2 separate regions of the Mus musculus genome follow, and region 1 is linked to region 2. A link is a contact called in public HiChIP or PLAC-seq data. All regions are on one chromosome and are shown on one strand. Each heading gives the region's core, a stretch centred on a gene start, on an enhancer-like site or on the middle of the called end of the contact. The rest is flanking DNA. Distances are from core to core; before and after follow the strand shown. Region 1 overlaps Meis2 (Meis homeobox 2). Region 2 holds the start of 3110099E03Rik (RIKEN cDNA 3110099E03 gene).

Region 1 (3,409 bases), core at 1-2,500, 530 kb after region 2:
TATGAATATTTTATATATAACAGATTCTTCTCTGGCCATGTTCAACTATCAATTGTAGTTAAAGAGAAAAAAATGTTGATAACAATCAGAAGGAAGAGAGATGCTAGTGTACTTATCATAAGTTAGTGACCAGTTTGGGGTGAACTCAACTCTAGGAAAAATAAAAGTTAAAAGCATCTAGCAAAAGATGATGCCAGATGGTGTCTGTCATATTGTATTTAGGGTTATTTTAAAGAGATTGCCGCCACTATGAAAACATTCCATTGACAGAGTTTTCCTAGACTGAATGAGAAATCCCAGCAGAGAATATTCAGGACCCTCAGTATGTGGGTTCCCTGCCTCTTCCTTTAAATATATAACTGGAATATTTAAAGCAGCAAAAATATTATTTCATAGCTGCAATATAATATAAACTCAAAAGTGTCATGCTATCTTACACATGTGCTTAACTATAAGGGCTTCCATTCATTACTAAAGGGACGTTTGCAGATTTCAACACTACGGTTGCTAAATAACTGTATAATAACTAAATAAACATCTAGCTGTGGGATTCTAGCCTCGTTGCCTGGATGATAGATGGTGACATCAATGGAGGGGCCTGGTGGCAGAGTCGAGGGGAGCCCTGCTGGCTTATACAGCCCTGGGTCGTGAGTGATTAGAGATATAGATGCTAACATGTTCATGTATTTGGGTTAATCTGGGTCTGGCAACAGGATGGTTAACGTGTGTGTGATGTGCACTGTGAGCTCAGCAGTTACTGGGCCAACTGTCTCGGTATTTCTGGGAATCCTGCCTATTCACAGTGCAGGGATTGTTCAATTGCTGCAAAACGTACAAAATGAATTTTACAAAAATGAATTGTAAGGAAGGCCCCATTACAACGATTTTACAGCAAAGATGTCAACATCAATTTTTCTTTCATGCATAGCTAATGATTAAAACAGCATATTCCATTTGCCTAAGACAATTTATTTCATATTGGCACATCAAAATATTGAAATACAAAGTTATCTTTACTCTACCCTTTTTATTCACTGCTGCTGAACCCAGACCATTGTTCAAACCAGAAAGAATAAAACAAACTTGGCACGAAATACTTAAAACAAAGGCTCATCAATATTCTCCAATTTGTCAACATCTCAATTACAGCACTGGAAAAAATGTAAATTTCATGTGCTCTAAACACTGAGGGGCCTATTCTCTTGCCAATTCACATGTGTAGCTCCCATCAGCGTTAATGGGAGTTACACAAACCCATCAATAATAATAATACTTTGTACATATCCTGTGCCTTTTATCTGAGGCTCTCAGAGTGCTCCAGGAGCAAGGAAGCTGCTTCTTAGCCTTCACTCTGGCAAGTACACAATGGAACACAAAGCATCTTTTGACTCAACAGCAGGTACAGAACTAGGGACCCCAAGCCTTATTATCAGGCCCCATTTTACTGCCGGGAAGTCAGGCACAAAGACGAGCAGTGACTGCCCCAAAGCTCTGAGTCTGCACCCTAATTCTATCCTTGAAAAACCAGATTTCCTTCCCCATGGAATGTGACTAACAAGACAAACGCCCTCCCTTTGGCTGCTTTTCGAAAACAGAAAACCTAGTGAATGAAAAGTTGGGCTCAGATTTATACAGTTGACTGGTGTATGGTTGGAAAGATAAAGCCAGACTCTACATTTCTCCAAGTTCATCTTTTTTTTTTTTTTTTACAATATTAAAGAATTGTGCTTTCTTTTCTCCATTCAGTTTATCATACAAACTCCTAAGAGAAAAGGTGACCTTTCACCCATGTAACTGGAGCTCTTTCAGTATCAGGTCATAAAACGAGATGTTTTTAGGTTCCAAAGTAAAGATTTGTGAGAATCATCATTGTAAAAATATTCACAAAAATTTTAAAGCAACATAAATGCATGTATTGTTTTATAGCATATGGCTATTAAAGTTTAATTTAAAATGTGTATGAAAACATTGTATTTAGTACAATTCATCCCTATTTCTTCTGTTTATCATAATTTGTTTTGAAATGGAATCATTTTACAGTTTTCCATATGCCTGTTGTGCTAATAAATTCTGAAGAAGTAACTAAAGTCTCCTGTGCACTGCAAACTTAGGTTTCAACGAAACATTATGATATATTTAATATGAAGAACATAAATTTCCCTCCCAGGTTTTCCATTCTACATCAGCTCTAAGATCTAACCTGTGATAAGCATATGTGATTTCAGTCAATATCTCTGTTGACTTTGCCCCGAAGCAGATAATTAATCTTTCCCCACTGAAAGCTACTCTGAGCATTTTGGTGGAACAAAGTATAAAAGTAACTTTAACATGTTTAAAAGATTATAGGAGCAAAACATAAGTAAGTAAGTCGGGCTTCTAAATTTTAGGGTCTACTGTCAAAAACAACACAACACAACACAACACCCTCATACATGCATTTTAACTACTGACCCAGTGAGTCAGATAGAAAAATTCTCCTTGCACCAACTTTCGCCATCTTATCAAAGCGATAACTTTTCCGCGCTTTCTCTCAAACTTTAACACAGTTGAGGAGGCTGTTGGAGAGACAGACTTCCCAGTCTTCACACACATAAACCACCGTGTCCATTCTTTAATCCCACAGAGATATGATTAAAGGAACAAAAAGCTTGGGGGATCAAATCCTTCAGCAAGGGATAAGTGGGTGCAGCTACCCACAGCATGGAGGGATCAGTGGGGGTTTTTTCCCTCCCCAGAGGATCACTCTTACATGTCTTTCTCTTTCTTGACTAAAAACCCTTAATAAAACAGAACTGACTAAATAAAATGATAAAACTCCATGCTTTGTTTGCTCTGGTGGCTGTTTCCTGCTGCCTAAGCCTACATCGGTTCCTCTTCTGCCTCCTCTCCTCTCTGACCCTTCCTGTTATCCCTTTCGCCATAACTCAACTAACCCAACAGAACCAGTCAGTTTTAAATTTCAGTTGGGACCTTCGTGACCTGTTAATGAATCTACAGAGAAGAGAAAAACTCACAGTGTTGAGTTATGCCTGGTGTTGCTAGCTGACTTGGAGTCAGAAATGCTTGAAGCGTTAACGTAATTGCAAGAATGTGAAAAATGAAGCTCGGGGCTCCTGAGCCAAGTGAAAGGTCAGAGGGAGCCTCACACCGGAGAAGTTTCTGGAAGATAGCCCCACTAGGCCATTCAGTCTGCTCCTGCTTCTCCTTCTCCCGGTACCCATCCCTGCAATGTTGAGGGTGTTTTGTTTTTATAATAGATATTTCGCCCTTTGTGTTACCCTAACTTGGGGAAATTGGGGAGGACTGAATGATTGAAAGCTTTCTACATTTGACCCAGGGTCAATTGGAACCTCAGTTAAACCCCTGGACTGCAGCTCCACGATGGACTCTATGTACAAGATTCCTTCAA
Region 2 (3,126 bases), core at 71-2,570:
AAACGTTGTTAATCATTTTGATTTTTTTTCAAAATATATTTATGAAACAAAACAAGAATATCCTAAAAGAACATTTTAGTTGCTATAGGCATGCATTTTCAATTATAATACCCTTGATTCCTCCCATCCCCAGTAAGAAAACAGACTGCCTCACAACTGCTTTTCCTAGCAGTTTAATTTTGAAAAATCTCTCATCTGTCCCTGCTTGCAATAGATTGGCCTTATGGCTAGGTTTCTCTCATTTTTTTTCTTTCATATTTTTCAGTTAAAGTTACAAGGAGCAAAATCATCTATTTTCAGAGGATTTTGCATGTTTGCTCATCTAAATATTATTTTTAAATGCAGAGCAGCTTATTTCTCTTACATCAACATATTAAGTGTTAGCTACAGCAACTTGTAGCAACACACACAACCCACTGTAAAGCAGACTGGAGCTAAGGGGGGGGGGATTCCTTCAGAGGTCGTATTTTCACTCTGCCTAACTAAACTATAAATTGAGATTACGACAATAAATTATTTTTATGATCTGGGAAGGAAAAGGTATGGGTTGAGTTTTCAAAGATATTTGGGTTTAATTCATATGTTAAATAGGCCAAGGATAACCAAACGTTAGAAGAAATTCAACCTGGACCTATGCTAAATAGAACCTCAAATTAGGCACTCACCACCAAATTAATTAGTAATTGATAAATTCAGTAGAAATATATCATTTCTTCATACTGCAAAGCCAAATAGTATGATTGAAAACTTAAAATACAAAAAAAAAAAAAAATTTAAACAAACAATCCTGACAATCTTTTAATCAAAGCTATTGTTTACAGCGTGGCTTTAAGGTCCTCGTAGTAACATGTTTAACTCGTTAAAAACACTCATTCAGCTATAAAACTACTTTCTTAGGTCATTTGATTCCTCTATAGCAAGCTGAAACCTCCCCCAAATGCCTCCATTGACATTTTTCCAGCAGTTACAATGGCTCTTAGTCCAAATGTCATTTTCTCGTTTCATCTTCAGTTCTCAAAGAGCAATCTGTGAAGCCATAATTTTACACGAATCCCTTTTCAGGTTTAAATGCAGTACACTAACTTTTAATCAGATCCCCGAGGTGTGGCAAATAAAGAGGCCGCTTGTGGAAAAGTCTGTTTTCCTAAGAGTTTAATCGGATACTTCCACACCACAACATTCTGTAGACATGGTTTTCGCTTTGAAAACATAATCTTATCAGAGGGTAGTTGGTGTAAAATCCTGTCTGTTTTCTTACCTTTGAATGTGAGCTCTATTTATACGGTTCCATAAATGATGTCTACAGCTAAGGCATTTCCTTATTGTAGAGTCTTACTGAGCACAGTTAATATAAAAACACGTAACACTTAGCAGGATGTCAATGTAGTTCCCCGGACAGTCTAACCTTATGAAAGCGTCCCCTTCCCATTGGAGGAAAAGACATGACAGCTGCATCTGAACTTGTCTTTCTGGTATTTTCCTCTGGCTGATTTTTTTTTCCCACAATACACAAAGGAGATGGAGTCTTCATTTGTAACCTCCGGTGAAGGTAGGACAGCCCATGAAGGAAATAGACACCCACCTCTCTCTCTGGATGGAAAAGCTAAAGAAACTTGGTGTCCAAAATGCAAGCACTTAATTCTCCTGACTATATTTTAAAATGCAACTGTAGCTTTTCCATAAATCTGTGTGGTGAAATATTTCATAACATTGCATAAGCTCTTCCATGTTTTTTTTTCCTTCCATGCAAGAATGGTTTGCAGAAAGTCCCAATGTTTCACTTTTTCAGCAAGTTACTTATACTTGGAAGTGACTTTACAATTTGTGGGAAAACAATAGGTACTTAGACATAGCCTACTTACCTGTTGCTCTCTGAAAATTCCCAACCGTGAGAGTGTGATTTTACTTCTGTTTTTAGGACATACCACCAACGAGTAGGGCAGGAGAGGCGGTCATAAACAGACCCTCTGGATCTGCGATTGGGCTCAGAGTTTTCTTGACAAATGGAAACAAACTTTCGAGTCCAAAAGAACATTCTGAAACACACCTCAACTTTGGTTTTTTTGGGGGGTAACGGCCCCGTGGAGACTGTCTTTATGAAGGGTCTTAATGAGTGTTCTGCCTGTATTTTTCTACTAGGGATGTCAAATAAGGTTCAAAAGCGAATGTAAACTGTAATGCAGTGACGCGCACTAAAAATAGCCCTATAAATCTGCTCATTTTGTTTAGATAGTCTCCAGAGTTGTAAAAAGTACGACTGCTCAGTTTTAGTATTGTTTTGGAAGAACTAATTCTGCAGAGAACAGACCACTGGCTATTCTCGATTACTTTGCAGAAGGTTTATTAAGGCTGTCTGTAGCCTTAATTTTTCTTTAAAGGAAACTTTATCCTCTATTTTTTCCCTAACTCTAATGGAATCTTCAATGGAAAAAAAAAAAAGAAAGAAAAGAAAAAATAAAATCCATTTATTCATTAGAATTAAGATTTCTCAGAGTAATTTTATCTAAAATGGAAATTAAATTAATTAAAATTCCAAATGGCATTCTCACCTCCAGGAATCAGTCAAAAATATGTTGCTTCCTAAGGTCCCAGTAATAGTCACAGTATTTACACCTAACTTACCATGAGGTTTTAAAAATAACTCCAGGAGAACATTTTTAGGACATTTACAATCTGAATTAGACAACAACAACAACAATAACAAGAAAAAATGAACAAAAAATCAGGCATTTCTCTGTGAAAAATAGCTACTGTAAATTAGGATGTTTGATGAAGGATGTATTTTTAGAAAACCCTGTAATTTGAATTTGAGAGATGGGTCAGGCTGCAGAGGAGAAGCAGGAGCCCTACAAAGGCTTAGGAAGGGGTTTTGTCTTTTCTCTTGAGAAGAAGTGCAGGAGGCACAAGCCCTTCCTTCCCCCTGTCTCATGATAGGCACAGGATTCCAGAGATTGGTCGGGTGACTTTGCACTTAGGCCAAGATTGATTGCAATCCGGGGCTTTGTTTTGTAATGCCTTATCCCAGCGGAGGCATGCATAAACACACGAAATGACTAAACTGGGCAGCCATCTGACCTTTCAGAAAAGAGGCAGTCTTAAAAACTGCATCAACTTTTCTTTGAAGAA

Evidence for each region. HiChIP or PLAC-seq counts read pairs in DNA pulled down with a chosen protein or histone mark.
Region 1: a contact with region 2 is called in an H3K4me3 HiChIP or PLAC-seq map of forebrain, with 4 times the contacts expected there. The contact joins the enhancer-like site here to the promoter of 3110099E03Rik in region 2. A contact is called at or near these places in 7 of 39 promoter capture datasets (the 3T3-L1 cell line, the HPC-7 cell line, frontonasal cranial neural crest and 4 more), 6 of 484 Hi-C or Micro-C datasets (cerebral cortex, cortical neurons, embryonic fibroblasts and 2 more), 8 of 115 datasets of contacts at active chromatin or transcription factors (astrocytes, craniofacial prominence, embryonic basal ganglia and 5 more) and 1 of 9 other capture datasets (liver).

Annotation. Positions count from the first base shown.
Region 1 is chr2:116,044,526-116,047,934 of GRCm38.p6, forward strand. All of the region lies in intron 7 of Meis2 (Meis homeobox 2), which reads right to left. Among named protein-coding and RNA genes, the nearest start is that of Meis2, 19 kb to the right of the region's middle. Within about 2 kb of position 1,251, at least 20 of the 459 cell types and tissues checked have an H3K27ac peak or open chromatin away from gene starts, as enhancers often do. A contact at or near this core is called in astrocytes, cerebral cortex, forebrain and 1 more, where this site is marked.
Region 2 is chr2:115,510,881-115,514,006 of GRCm38.p6, forward strand. 3110099E03Rik (RIKEN cDNA 3110099E03 gene) reads right to left here and starts at 1,321. Exons shown (of 3, transcript NR_030712.1): 1 at 1,259-1,321.